3 separate regions of the Mus musculus genome follow, and all the other regions are linked to region 2. The links are chromatin contacts, called in public HiChIP or PLAC-seq maps. All regions are on one chromosome and are shown on one strand. Each heading gives the region's core, a stretch centred on a gene start, on an enhancer-like site or on the middle of the called end of the contact. The rest is flanking DNA. Distances are from core to core; before and after follow the strand shown. Region 1 overlaps Zmiz1os1 (a long non-coding RNA gene). Region 2 overlaps Gm31775 (a long non-coding RNA gene). Region 3 overlaps Zmiz1 (zinc finger, MIZ-type containing 1).

What was found. HiChIP or PLAC-seq counts read pairs in DNA pulled down with a chosen protein or histone mark.
Region 1: a contact with region 2 is called in an H3K4me3 HiChIP or PLAC-seq map of embryonic basal ganglia, with 3 times the contacts expected there. The contact joins two enhancer-like sites. A contact is called at or near these places in 2 of 115 datasets of contacts at active chromatin or transcription factors (cardiomyocytes and embryonic basal ganglia).
Region 3: an H3K4me3 HiChIP or PLAC-seq map of embryonic basal ganglia shows a contact between it and region 2, with 4 times the contacts expected there. The contact joins two enhancer-like sites. A contact is called at or near these places in 1 of 15 datasets of contacts at CTCF or cohesin (the NIH/3T3 cell line), 2 of 484 Hi-C or Micro-C datasets (cerebral cortex and embryonic fibroblasts) and 1 of 115 datasets of contacts at active chromatin or transcription factors (embryonic basal ganglia).

What each region holds. Positions count from the first base shown.
Region 1 is chr14:25,394,303-25,399,256 of GRCm38.p6, reverse strand. All of the region lies in intron 1 of Zmiz1os1 (a long non-coding RNA gene), which reads left to right. Among named protein-coding and RNA genes, the nearest start is that of Gm32645, 4.9 kb to the left of the region's middle. Within about 2 kb of position 1,891, at least 118 of the 459 cell types and tissues checked have an H3K27ac peak or open chromatin away from gene starts, as enhancers often do. A contact at or near this core is called in embryonic basal ganglia, where this site is marked.
Region 2 is chr14:24,728,782-24,733,697 of GRCm38.p6, reverse strand. All of the region lies in intron 1 of Gm31775 (a long non-coding RNA gene), which reads right to left. Among named protein-coding and RNA genes, the nearest start is that of Gm31838, 50 kb to the left of the region's middle. Within about 2 kb of position 1,552, at least 34 of the 459 cell types and tissues checked have an H3K27ac peak or open chromatin away from gene starts, as enhancers often do. A contact at or near this core is called in cerebral cortex and embryonic basal ganglia, where this site is marked.
Region 3 is chr14:25,546,934-25,551,457 of GRCm38.p6, reverse strand. All of the region lies in intron 3 of Zmiz1 (zinc finger, MIZ-type containing 1), which reads right to left. Among named protein-coding and RNA genes, the nearest start is that of Mir3075, 15 kb to the right of the region's middle. Within about 2 kb of position 1,422, at least 61 of the 459 cell types and tissues checked have an H3K27ac peak or open chromatin away from gene starts, as enhancers often do. A contact at or near this core is called in cerebral cortex and embryonic basal ganglia, where this site is marked.

The DNA of each region.
Region 1 (4,954 bases), core at 642-3,141, 670 kb before region 2:
CCCAAGTGTGCTTCCTGAATGCACAACATGTGTGACCCAAGGCCTGTCCTTGCCTCCCCAACACCCCCCCCACACACACACACACATACACACACACAGCATCTTAGGCAGGGAGCTTTCCAGTCTTCCATGTGCTTTCTGCCTCTGCTCTCGGGACAGATGAAGATACTCCAGGAACAAGGGACCAAGTGGGATCTGGCCTACCTGTCCCTACCTGCCCCTCACCTGGGGACTGGCGCTGCTCTGTTTCCTCTTGGCCTTGATTTCAGCCTTTGAATTCTCTACCAGATAGATGACAGTTGCCACTAACCGGGATGGAAGCCAGTGCAGTTGGGGATGGCAGGGGGACGACATCTTTGCAAGTGTTCTCCGGTCACATGGACCTGGGCTAGGTTGGGCAGTGTGACCTTACACAGCTCATTTCTTATTTTGGGACCTTTCTCCCTTCCATTTGCAAAAAAATATCCTCAGGAAGAAATGAGAAGGGCCCAAGCTGTTCTAGCACCTAGAAAAGGTGTCACACACAGTAAGTGGCTCTTGCTGTCCTCCCCTGGACACTGAGCTGGTTATAACAGGCTTAGTGTCTTTTCCAAAGGGGTAGGTGAAAAAATTCTCATGTTAGAGGTGCTGGCTAGGTGTCTCTCCCTTGCAGCTAGCTAGCCCTGTCAACCTGGAGTCCTATTCTTTAGGCCGAATGTCAGGCTTTGAGTCCCAGGTTCATCTCTGTGTGTTTATGAAAGGGGGCTTGCTCCCTGAAGGCAAGTGGTTTCCACCTTTCTCCATGATCTTCATGGGTGCCTGGCACAACCTCAAATTTAGTGGCAAAGAAGGACTGGTGTGTTGTATACAAATGCCCTGAGCAGGGAGCTAGAGTTTGTTCCCATGATCCTCTTGGTGATAAGGAAACTGAGGCACGGGAGGAGGGGCTGTGTGGGGTAGATAGGAGATTCAGTGGGCAGGAATAGGAAAGGCTGGCTTGGAACCTGGGCCAGAGAGGAAGCAGGGACCCAAGGGGAGGAGGGACCAGCCTGCAGTGAAAGACTGGACAGTAGAGGAGAGGGCTGGGGTGAGTGGGGATCCCCAGGCCGAGGCTAACAGCATCTGGTGGCCTGGGAGTGCAAGCGAACCCACATTTGATGTGGTGTGACAGTTTCTGAGTGTCTGGGATGATCCAGGCTCCCTGCTCAGCACTCATTCATTCCATAGTCACCCCCAGCCCCCACCCTGTGCTCGGTTGCTGGTGTTGCCAGGCAGGCTGCTGCCTAGCGCTGTTCTTTGGTCATCTGGGGCCAGGGCCCTGGGATAAGACTCAGTCCCACAGGCACAGCATGCCTCAAGGCTGCAGGTGGCCTTTGTGGCCTCTGTGCCCTGGCTTTGTTTTCCCCAAGTGGCTACACAGAGGGAGGAGGGAGGCTGGGCGGCCTTTGCATGTGGCAGCAAATTTGGGCCATTGATTTCCATTTATTTCCTGCTCAAATGATCCAGGCCGGCTGCTGCTGGGGGTGGGGGTGGAGGGGGGTGCTCTTTAGCATTTTAAGTTTGCAGATAATTGGAGGAAAATAACTCCAATAATGAAATCTCTGCTGGATCACATTCTGATACGTGACAAATCAATTCATTTATGATACCTTCTTTGTCACACTGAGCCATTCTGGCGCTCAGTGGAAACCTCCTAAATTAATAAAACTGTTAAATCCATGAAACCCTCCGTTCTGAGCTGCACATCGCAGCACAAGTTTGAATCATTAAGGGAATAAAACTGATAAATGTGAGTGGGGGAGTGCCTTTGTCTGGAGAGGGGCCGGCTTTCAGGGCAGATAATTGTCTTCAGGGCCCATACAGCCTCACTGGGGTAGCAGGGGGCGGGGCGGGGGTGGGGCCAGGCACACTTTGAGGGTGGAAACCAGTCTTGACCTTACCAGCGTCTGGAACAGGCTGCTTCAGTAGTGAATTGTGTAGCTTCAAGCTTTTTAAAAGAAAGTATGATTTAATAGCAAAGAGAGAATATAAAGCCCTTATTGAACTCTGTCAAATTTGACTTGGCTTGGCAGGGGATTTTTTTCCAAAATGACTACGCTTGTCAGATCCCAAACTGTTCAGGGAGGCGTGGTTTAATAAATAGGGCGGAGGTGGGTGGGGCTGAGCTCAGGCAGGCTGAGTGGCCTCTTAGCTAATCTTCTTGTTAGCTGCACGTCCCTGAGCAGGCTGCTGGGCATCTCTGGGCTTCTGTTTTCTCAACTGTGACTTGGGAGCTGGGAGGAGGACCCTACAGCGATGAGTGTATAAGATGTACAGGAAAGTGCAGTGTAAACTGTCACGTGCGAGGCAGGGGTCAGTGAATGGTGTTTTCTGTGAATGGTCCCTGGAAGTTAAGGGATTCTGCAGTTCTTGACACACCAGGATAGATTGCTGTTGCTGTTGTTGTTGTTGGGTTAGATGTAGGTGTTACATGATTGTGATGGGATCTGCTGTGTGCTTCTGTGCAATATCCTACACTGATGTCTATTCCTTCGCATGTACACAGAACTAGCAGAGTCCTTGTATCCCAGCATCCCTCATTTAGTGTGGCTTGGCTCTCAAGCAGGGAGCAAGGAGGCCTGCACCCAAGATGCCAGCAGAGGCACCTCATTTCCTGCCCAGACAACCCAGTTCACAGATGCTTAAAGGACTGGGCCAGGAAGGGCAGGTGGGAACCCTTGGCCCTAAGCGACTGCTTTGCTTACCTCTTACTGCAACAAATCTGGAAATTTCCTGAAGACACCTGAGCCTTCCTCTACTTTAACTTCCTCTAGAGTCCTCTTTAACCGAGATCCCTGGAATGGTTGGAGTAGCCAGCCCCATCCTTGTCACTTGTGGGTTGTGAACCTACAACCCGAGAAACCTTTTGTGTTGTACAACACTCATTTATATGTTATGCGTGCATAATTGAACAAAATTTAAGGAGACTGCACTTGTCTTCAGTTCAGGAAATGCATGTGAGTCTACTCTATTTTAATCTTCTAGCTTTTATTCTACTCTAGTCTCTCTCTGTGTCTCTGTCTCTGTCTCTCTCTCTGTATAGTGATGTGCGCATGTGCATGCTTGAATGTGTGTATGTTTCTGTGCACATGCACATGAGGACTGACGTTAGCATTTATGGGCTTCCTTGATTGTTCCCTACTTTATATATTGGCACTGGGTCTCTCACTTAATCCAAAGTTCTTCAGTTCCAACTGGTCTAGTTAGCCTTGTCCTGAGGAACCCCCTGCCCGATCTCTGCCTCCTGAGTGGCAGGATTACAGATGGCTACCATGCTTGCTTGGCTATTATGTGGGTTTGGGGGATGCAAACTCTAGTCCTTATGTTTGCATGGTTAGCTTTTATCCACTGAGCCATTTTTATTTATTTTTAAATATGTAATTATGTGTGTGTGTGTGTGTGTGTGTGTGTGTGTGTGTGTGTGTGTGTGTGTGTGTGACATTCAAGTAGGAGCCTTTGGCGGTCAGAAGAGTTTTGGATCCCCAGGAACTGGAGCTACAAATGGTTGTGGGCCACCATGTGGGTGCTGGGAACCCAATGTCTGTCCTCTGTTAGCGTAATAAATGCTTTTAACCACTGCACTGTCTTTCCAGCTCCTGTTCTTGGTCTTTAAAATGATGCCTTGGTCCACTAAATTATCTATCTGTGCTACTAGTGGATGTGACCCACAGTTTAGAGAATTTGGATCTGGCCCGCTGCTCACCTTTTTGACAAGGGACTTGAGCATGAGTGCCATCCAGCCCAGCCATGTTACTGTATGGGCTGTGCCTGCCCGACTCCTGAAGGCATATGCCCCTCACTGCTGTAGTTGTCTGGTAACCCTGAGTTCTCTCACAGCCTTCCCACTGGTCACTCTGTGTAGGACCCAGGACCTATAGATGGAGATGGACTGTCACCATCAGCTCCACTCTACCTTCTTGAACAAAGGATGGAAGTGACAAGGTGGCTCAGCTACCCTCTCTGCTTCAGAGAGATCAGAGAAGGTGGGGGCAGGGAGCCCATGTCCCCGATATAATGAGCCGCGTGGCCACAAACCTGACAAGTCTTTGCTCTGCAGCATCAGGAATCCCTGGCAGCCACCAACACAAGCGCTAATTGCCAGCTTGGGCAAGGACGGCAGCCCTGACATCCATATCAATTATGGCCACTGGCCATGCCTGGGAGACAAAGGTCTCAGAGGCTGTCAGGCTCCAGTGTCAGAGCTCTGTCTGCCAAAGAAGACACAGAGACAATAGCCACCTATCACTACTCACTGCCTTGGCAGGCTGTGCCTGGGTGGGGTAGAGCCGAGCCTGACAGGTGAGGGGCCAAAGCAAGACAGCCAGGCTGTCTTACTGCTTGGACACGATGCTTCTCACACGAGTATGTGTGTGTGTGTGTGTGTGTGTGTGTGTGTGAACTCATGGGGGGCGGGGGAAATTGCTGGTTCAACTTTTGATTCATTCTGGTGAAAGTTTCCTGTGGGGAAATGGAAATGAACTTGGAAACATCCCCACTGGTGTTATCTACTTCCTCTTCCTCTTCTTCCTCCTCCTCCTCCTTCTCAGATTTATTTATTTTATGTTTATGACTGCTGTATTTGCATGTATACCTGCATGCCAATAGTGGGCATCAGATCCCATTACAGATGGTTGTGAGCCACCATGTGGTTGCTGGGAATTGAACTCAGGACCTCTGGAAGAGCAGCCAGTGCTCTTAACCATCTCTCCAGCCTCTTCTCCCTCATTAGTGATTTTTATGCTGAGAGCTGTGTGGAGGGGACAGAGGCCTAGTGGTGGCTTTTAGGACCGCTGGCCATGGTCCTGCACAGTGCGTTTGCTAACTCAGGTTGGGGTGAACTTTGAGTATTGGGACTCCAGTGTTGAAGAGCATCCAAATAACTTGGAAAGATGTTGGTCACCCTTGTCTGTTTCTGATTAGTGTCCCTGGGGTGGGG
Region 2 (4,916 bases), core at 303-2,802:
CTCAGATTGCTTGCTGTTGCAGCAAAGCATTACACTAAGAGGGCCTGTGCCTTACACAGGGAGGAAGCCATGGGGTATCCACACCAAGTCCTGTAGCCAGGCTTGGAAGGGTGGCTGCAAAGGGCCCTTACTCCACCCACGAGCTAGGATGAGTCACCATAAGCTGTAAGAAGATCTCAGCACTGGGCCAGCCAGGACCAAAACAGATGACTGTCCCAGTCCTAATTATGGGCTCTAACGAGAAAACGGCAAAATGGTATCCATCTTGTTCAGTTTTTGTCTCTAGACGTGGGCTGACAGGCTGGTGCAGCGTAAGTAGACTGAGAGAAGGGAGAACAGTTGAGAACACTTGCTTGCCTTTGCCAAGGACCCAGGCTTGGTTCCCAGCCCATACATCAGTGGCTCACAACCTCCTGTAACTCCAGCTCCAGGGGATCCAACACCCTCTCCTGACCTCCACAGACACCTGCTTGCATGTAACACGCATACATGCAACCAGACACACATGCATACACATGAAATAAAATAAGTCATTTTTTAAACGAGTGAACAAAGTGGATGGGAAGAAGCCAGTGTCTCTCAGCTTTGACACTGTTGGGTTTAGGGGTGAATAACTACGAGCTGTAGGGGTGTCCTGGGTGGCAACATCTGGGTCTCTGAGGCCCTCCAGATGCAAATGTTCATCTTCTATGCTATCACATCCAAAATTGCCCCCAGGACCCTCTCTCACATGTAAAACAAAATCCTAAGCTTATGTCACTAACTGAAAGAGGAACCCCAATATTTATCTATATGTCCAGTGGGCAGGGGTTGTCCCAGCACCAGAAGCTCGGAAGGGCAGAAAGGATGCTGAGCAGCTTCGGAGCTCTGTGATGAGAGGGGAGAATGGAGTTGGCGTTGGGTTGGCCTGGTGGTGGTGGTGGTGTTGGAGTAACGTTAACAGCAGACCACAGACCACAGGGCAGGCATGACTGAGAAGGTGAGAGGAGATTCAGACCAGACACCAGCCAGGGACAAAATAAAATAAAATAAAAGCCCAAGGCTCGGTAGATTGAACAACAGAAATCCCCATGCAGTTCTTGGATTCTTTGACAGGTGGCCTTGCAAAGCTGCCCCCTCTCTCAGCTTTGAGGCCAGCTCCGTGAAGTGTATTCTCCCACCCAGGAGGGCTGTGGATCAAGGTGGTCTTAGCAGATCTTCTCGGATGAATTAGCTGGTGACATTGAAGCTATAAATCAGCTTTCTTATTATCACACACACACACACACACACACACACACACACACACGTGTGTGTGTGTGCACTTCCCTACACTGATTTGTTTGTTTCTGAAAAATCCTTTCCACCCACACTGAGCTGGGATTACAAGAGATAGGACTGACTCAGCCATTTCCCTGTCTCTAGCATAAAAAGCTCTAAAAAGAATAATTTAAGCTTCTCTGGAGTGAGGTCATTTAATGAATCTTCTCAATGCTAAGAGGTTTTATATGCCTTTTTAAAAACCCTCCCCCAAGCACAGGGCTATGATATTACCTTGGAGAGCCAAGAGATGGAGTGATACACGTATGCACAGCACACTGGGAGGAAGGAGGTGGTTTCCTTGGCAACAACATCCATGTTCTGGCTTCCCTTGGCTAAATTGGAATATATTGAAATATCTGCTTTGGGCGCCCCTCTCCCTCTCTCTCTCGAAGGGAAATGAGTGGTTTTCCTATTCCATAAGCCTGCAGCTGGGGAGAGATGTTCTGTGAGTTTGATGCATCTGAATGGGGCTAAGCAGCCTGAAGGCTGGCAAAAGTCCTCAGCTTGGCTTTGCAAAACCCAAGCCATACTTCTTTGAGCCAAGGGGAGAAGAAAAAAGAAGCAAAGGAGGCCTTACCCTTCTAGTCCAGACGAAAGCCTTACCCTTCTGGTCCATCTTAGGCTGCCTGCATACCTGCCTCTCTGGTGTGTTTCTGGGCAAACCCAACTTTACAGCCTCCAAAATCTGTGTACTATGTCTGCAATGGACAGAGGCTGGAAGGAAAACAGTGGTCTTCAGATCAGATCTGTTCACATCCTTGCCATAGGAACACAGCTACATACCCAAAGCAGGGTACCCACACAGAGAGGATGATAGTGTCATGTCTGTGGACTTGAGTCTTCGGCCTGACTTAGCATAAGTTCTGTGAACTCTATAACCTCAGTTCCTTTTCTGTAAGGTAGATGCAGGCATTCTTCCTCCAAGGGTCAGATAAGGTGAGCTGTACAATCCCTGGCCCCTTGGAGACATTTCATTCTGTTTTCTTCCTCGTGTCAAGAAGTAAACAACATTCTATATCTTTCCAATAAGGGAGATTTACCAGAAGGAAGAGAGTGTCTTGGAGAGCAGGAGAAACTTCACCCCAAGAGCCCACGTCTCTTTATTTGCATAGCTTTGTTCATAGGGTGCTATTATAGAGCTCAGATGGCCAGACTGGGAAGAGTTTGAATAGAACAGAGAACAGATTCAGGTATAACTTGAGAGCCAGCCACCAGCCTCAGAGGGAGGGGGACAGGACAGGACAGGGCCAGACAGGAGAATGGATAGGAACATTAGCCTTCAGCAGGGCCAAGGAGGACTAACAATTAGAAGTCAAAGTTTGTCGAGGAGGCCAGCTGTGTGTCCCTGGGACATGGCCTAGAACATGGTTTGTTCTCTCCAAGACTCAGGTTGAATATTTTTAAATTTTTAATTGCAACTATTTTGTATGGGAGGTGATGATATGTGTCAGGGTGGGGTGTGGGTAGGGGTGGGTGTACATGCCAGAGTATGTGTGTGGAGGTCAGAGGACAATATTAGAAAAGTAGTTCTCTCCTTCCATCATGGTCAACTCAGGTCATAAGTCTTGGCAGCAAGTACCTTTACCCAACGAGCCATCTTGCTTGCTCCAAGACATTAGAATTTGATTGTCATCACAGCAGTATTACCTACTTTTCACTCCCAGGACAATCTTCCTAGAGCCTCTGTTAAAATTGATTCAAACATACCAGGACCCAGGATTCCTACATGAAATCCAGATTCCAAAATTAGTCCTAGAGAGGTTGTGGATAGGACTTCATCTCAGTTCGTTTCCCAATATGAGTATATAAAAGCTTGGAGGAAAATTCTCTGAGCTGTGTTTGTGGTCTGCAGAGTAACCACCCTTTCCTCCAGTCAGAGGGTGGCAATGTGGAAAGATGTATGGATCGGCAGCAGCTTGTGAAGTCCTACCACCCGTGTGTTGGTAGTTTCTAATTCTGTGTCCTTTGGCCATCTGTGAAAAACAGATTTGCTACATAGCAGAAGCTCCAAGCAATGGTTCTCAACCTGTGTGCCATGACCCCTTAGGAGGTCTGTATTAGTCAGGGTTCTCTAGAGTCACAGAACTTATAGATAGTCTATATATAGCAAGGGAATTTGTTATGATGACTTATAGTATGTAGTTCAACTCCCCAACAATGATCAGCTGTGAATGGGAAGTCCAAGAATCTACTAGTTGCTCAGTCCCATGAGGCTAGTTATTTCAGCTGGTCTTCAGTAGAAGTAGATTCCAATAGATGTGTTGGCAAGTAAGTGCAAGCAGGTGAAAAATAACAAGTCCTCCTTCTTCCAAAGTCCTTATGTAGGTCTCCAGAAGAAGGTATGGCCCAGATTAAAAGTGTGTACCACCACACTGGGACCTGGGACTTGTTTTGTCCCAGGCTGACCTTGAACTCAGAGATCTCCCTGCCTCAGTCTCCTGGGATTACAGGCATGTACTACCTCACCTGGGCCTAAGCTTTTCATGGCCACTATGCCTCAAGATCTCCATGATCTTGAGGCATAGATCCAAGAGCTCCCAGATCCAGGTCAGAAACTTTTATCTCCCAGCCTCAAGATCTGGATCACAGATGAGCCCTCCAATTCTGGATTGTAGTTCATCCTATATATACTCAGGTTGACAACCAGGAATAGCCATTACAGGGTTAAAGGACCTTTTCACGGGGACCACCTAAAACCATTGGGAAACACAGCTATTTACGTTACAATTCATAACAATAACAAAACTAAGGTTATGATGTATCAACACAAATAACTTCATGGTCAGGGTCACCATAACCTGAGGAACTATATTAAAGGTTAGGAAGGTTGAGAACCACTGTTCTAGATAAAGTTGAAAGAAAACTACACACATGGTATTATCCCAAAATTCTTTTACAAAAATTGGCCACTTGTAAGTCTTCAGGAGGAAGGATGACAGCAGAAGAGATATCTGCTCTGCATGTATTCAGATGCATTCCAAAACTAAAATAATCAAAATAGTCTAAGAGTTACAACGGAAGTAATAGGCAAAGAGATGAAACGAACTCAGTATATTTGAAATGTCAACATATTTTTAAGATGAGTTATCCAAAACAACAACAGAAAGATATGAAGTTGGAAGGGATATGTGTTAGAGTGGAATGTCTGGGAGTAGAGGCAGGGTATGATTTAGATACATTGTACATACATATGAGATTTTTTAAAAAATTCATCATTTTGGAACATTATGAACTATTCTGTAAATTGTGGCTTTAGGATAATTGACCAATCTTCCAAGGAACAAATTTAAATTCTATTCCCTACCTCACGCAGTACTTCAGAATAAATTAGGTGTAGGTTAAATATTAAATTAAAAATAAGCAATATTAAATAAGAAAAGACAGAGTAAGATGTATCATGCCATTGAGGTGATGCCAGGCATCTTGAATGGCCCATCTCACATCCTCTCAGCTGACTCTTAGGCCACAGTTATTGTGGCAACCTATATACAAGGTGTTATCTGCCAACCTCTCAGCTACATGTTTCTCATTCTCTCTCCCCCCTTCCTCTCCCTCCCTCCTCGTTTCTCTCTTATCATTTCTTGCCTCTAACACAGCTCTAAGGGAAGCCTATA
Region 3 (4,524 bases), core at 173-2,672, 820 kb before region 2:
TGGGGCAACTCCAGGCCATCCACCCCCTCACGGCTCATCTCCTCAGAAGTAACATGACCATTTGTGGATGGAACCACAGAACTGTCCCATCCCCACCACCCCAATCCCTGACTAGGGCTCAGAGTAAAAAATTCAGGCCTAGATCACTCACAATGGTTCTTCCCCACCAGGAAAGGCCACCCAAAAGCCCACAACTTGCTGCTGTTGGTTCTATCTCCTGCCACCAGGACTGGTAAGAAAGCTGTCACAGGCCCTAGAGGAGGCTGGCACTGGACCCAAGACCATGGGATCTTCTGTCCAATCACAATGGCTACCAAGTGCCTAGCTTGGAGAAATGATGTTCCCTATCAGGCTGTATTGTCCTGACCTCCCATGCCTCCTCCCCCCAAACACATGGACATGTGCAGTGGTCCTAGATGAGTCGCAAGCCTCAGTTTCTCACTAAAGTTGACATGGTAGAAGGGCAGGTAAATCAAGGCCATAGGTAGGGAAGAGCCCATTATGGGCGTCAGGATGCTTGGCTCAGGCAGGGTAAGAGTCAGGAAATGGATTAGTTCAGGGCTGCACCTGAGAAGCCTCCACAATGCCACCATCACCTGCCTTAACCTGGAGAGCCAGCATCCCAGGACAGAAACTTGGAGCTGTGTGAGCATTTTCATAACCTATCCCCGGAACTCAAGTGTACCCTGGTACTTCTTTCAGTCATGTATCCAGGAGGCTAGTGGAGCTCCTGGGCTGGTCTCTGTTGGAAAGTGGGCCCAGTGAATGGCTCTGGGTGTGAGCCTGCCACCACCCTGGCACCCTTCCATGAAAGGGATAAATAGGAAAGAAAGAGGGGCAAGTTAGGGAAGGATGCTGCTGCTTTCATGATCCTTGCTGCCTCTCCTCATGCAAGATTGCTGATTGGAAGCCAGGGGCCTCAGAAGAAGGCGGGTGGTAGAAATGACAATTGTTCCCGTGGCCTACCCACCCGATGTGCCTGCTCACCCGCTGCCCGGTCCCCACTTGCTTCGGTCTCACCAACCCCTTCCCTGCCCCCTTGCTGGCCTGAGATGGCTGTTGCCATAGCAACCCTGCTCATTCAATCCGAGGATAATGAAGCCAATGTGTTTTTCATTCCCATGAGCTAGACTGCAGGAGCAGCGTGGTGGTGGTGGTGATGTGTGTGTGTGTGTGTGTGTGTGTGTGTGTGTGTGTGTGTGTGTGTGTGTGTGTGTATGTGTGTGTGTGTGTGTTGGGGGTTTCCCTCTTGCCCCTCCTTCCTGTCTGGGGAAGAGACAGCAGGTGGAGCCTGACTAGCAGAGGGTCAGACACGGGCTTGTGAGAAAGAGATAAACCTTGAAGCCACCAAGTTCTTAGTCTACCATGGCAAGCACAGGCTGGGCAGTGCCAGCTGGAATGGCAAGTCCTTCTTGCCAACAGTCAGATCAGAAGTGGCTCAATGCCACAAAGAGTGAGTAGGATACAGGACCTGGGCAGAACAGGGCTCTACTTCTAGCTTGTGTCTCTGGTCTCTCTTTGGTACAATCAAGTTCCCCTAGTTCTTTTTGAGTTCTACCTCATTGCCTAACCATCTATAGGACCCAGGGGTCCGGAATCCCTTGCTTCTACAAACACACAGCCAAGGCTGGCAAGCCATACAGACCTGTTATCCATGCACTCAGACACTGAGACAATAGGACAGCTAAGAGCTGCAGGCTATCCTGGGTTACATACTGCCTCCAAGTCCAGATTGATTTGCATAACAAGACTGTCTTTAAGAAAAATAACTGGGCTGGAGAGATGGCTCAGAGGTTAAGAGTACTGACTGCTCTTCCAGAGGTCCTGAGTTCAAATCCCAGCAACCACATGGGAGCTCACAACCATCTGTAATGGGATCTGATGCTTTCTTCTGGCGTGTCTGAAGGCAGCGACGGTGTACTTGTAAGTGTACTTGTAACTACTTATACTTGTGTACGACGGTGTACTTGTAAGTAAGGTATACTTACATACATGAAATAAATAAATCTTTAAAAAAAAAGAAAGAAAAGAAAATAACTAACAGCAAATAAGTAAAGCCTGCCGACCTGTCAAAATAATTCTGACCTGTTGCTACCAATGACTATCTCTTTAGGTTGCTGTTGGGGGCAGGGGTGGTGGTAGCTGCACGCAGTAGGCTCTTTATAAATGTGTATCTCCCTTCTCTTCTTCCTCCATGTATCTCTGATCTCCAGCTCAGTGACAGCATCGTTTAGGAAGTGTTCCATAATGAGGCAGAAGTCGGCTGCTCTGACCATCTTGCCTTCTGCTAGCTCTGGGCATGCCTTTCCTTCCGGAAGGGAAACTGAGGCCTGAGCAGGGGTGGCCTGGCCAGCAGGCAGGGCTGTCTAAATGGAGTGGAGACACACTGGGGCCTCATGGCTCACAGTGGCCACCCTACCAGTCTCCCCAGTCTTCTCCCAGGCAGGAAGCCAAAAGGACTCCTGCAGAGCCTGGCCTGCCTCTCCCATAAGTCAATCACCTGGGAGGCCAGTGGCCCTCTGCCTCGCCAGGCTGACAGATGACGGGGAGGGAGAGGAAGCTTGCCAGGCAGCCAGTGGGGGTGGGAAGGCCAAGGTGGAAAAAATCAGAGCAGGGTTTGAAAGATGAAGAAATAAACCTGCCAGGAGGGAGACAGCCTCAATCTGTCCTCCATAAAGCTGTCTCAGGGCCACCAAGGACGTCGGCGGATGGAGGGGACCGGAGATAGCTCCTCCTGGAACCTCTGCTGCCCCCACAGCCCAGCTGGCCTCCAGATCTGACTTGGTGAGGGTTCCAAAGAGGGACCTGGCTGGGTTTCTGGGGCATAGCGGGTGACAGGAGGGGAAGGTGGGGGCCTGAGGCCTTTTTTATTTTTTTTTGGCTTTCCTAACCATTTGCACACAGATACAGAAGGCACTCGATACTGACATCTGGACCAAGTGAATGGAGGAAGGCATTGTCATGTTTGCAGTTAACAGAAAGAGCTTGGGCACAGCTGAGTTGGCTTCAGGGTGAACCACAGGCAACCTATGTCAAACTACAAAACTGAGCCTCTTGGTACCTAGCTCCCAGGCCCATGTAAATCCACCTTCTCTAGAAGCTTCCTTGTAGGGTGGGCACCTCCTCATGGCATCCTTGGTAGCACCCATCCTAGCAAGTGTGGGCAGGAGAAAACTAACTGTCACGTACTCTCATTCTCTCCTTGGGGCCATGAAGAACCCTGGTTTTTAAAAACAGTGACCCTCAAAATCTGCTCATGACGTACGATCAACAGATGAAAGGATCTTAGGAAGTGACAAGGCGGGGTAGGGGGTGGGGGGGAGGCGGGGAGCCCAGTGCAAGGCAAGAAGGAACCCTTGGGCAGAGTCAGGGCAGTTCTGTTTTTCTCCTTCCACTTCTGTGACTGTCAGGCTGGCCACAAGTAACACGCGTTACTAAGGAAAACAGGACATTATTAAAATCGGCAACGAAGATGTGGCTCCCACTAAATGCTGCTGCCTTCCTGAGTTTATGGCACAAACTCAAAGAAACCCAGGTTGCATCAGACAGTGAACACCACTCAGAATCTTTCTCTGAGACCCGCAGTCCCAGAAGAAGACTGTGTCAGCCTTGTCTTTACTGTGTGACACTGGTCATGCTCTGTCCTTCTCTGTGTGCCGATGTGCTTCCTGAACTTGCCTTCTCACTTCACAGGCTGTGCATGAAGACAAAGGGGTCTTGACAGATTATATCTAAAGTGCAAGTAAGGCTCAGAGAGCTTCTTCTATGAGTGGGCCACTGTCGGGCTGGAGGGCAGCTGAGGTACTTCTCAGGCAGGGTGGAGGAGTCTGGCCCTGACTCAGGAGGCTGGGGACCAGCTGAAGAGCCACTGTTTACAGTGGAAACAGCCTTGGAGCAGGCTCACTTTTCCACTGTTTTTGTGGCACTGCTTTGGGGGGTGGGGTGGGGTGGGGGTGGTGCAGGGCTTCCTGAGAGCGGGCCAGCTTACCAAGGCCGCATGGAGCCCAGCCCCGTGTCGGCCTCCAGCAGGAAACACATGTTTTCATTTCACAGGTCCTGCTAGGCAGTGTGTGCAGGCTGGGCTGCACGGAGACTCAGGATGTCACTCCTCCAGCAGCTTCAGCCACAGGTACCCATCATATTTCACGCTGCGAGCAGCTGAGCACCCAGGAGCACTCTGCAGACCACAACCCAGGCTGGCAAATTTCCAACCCAGTGGAACTGTTCTAGGCCCAGGGTGGCAGCAATGCCAGTGGACCACTGCACACTTATAACGGGCCAGCCAGGGCGGCAGCCTCAACGTCTAGGGGTAAAAGAAGGATTTCACTGTCTCTTGCTCTGATCCTGGTGAGCTGTTCCGGGTTTCATGCATCGTCTTTGGCTTGAGGTCAGAGACATGCAGGAAGAGATCTCCCTCGGGAGAACAGGTGCAGACTGGAGCTGTGGCGGATAGAGGCCAGAGCTATGCATTTACTCTAAGGGCTCTGGGCCTTTCTAGACAAACACTTCTCAACTCCAGGCCTT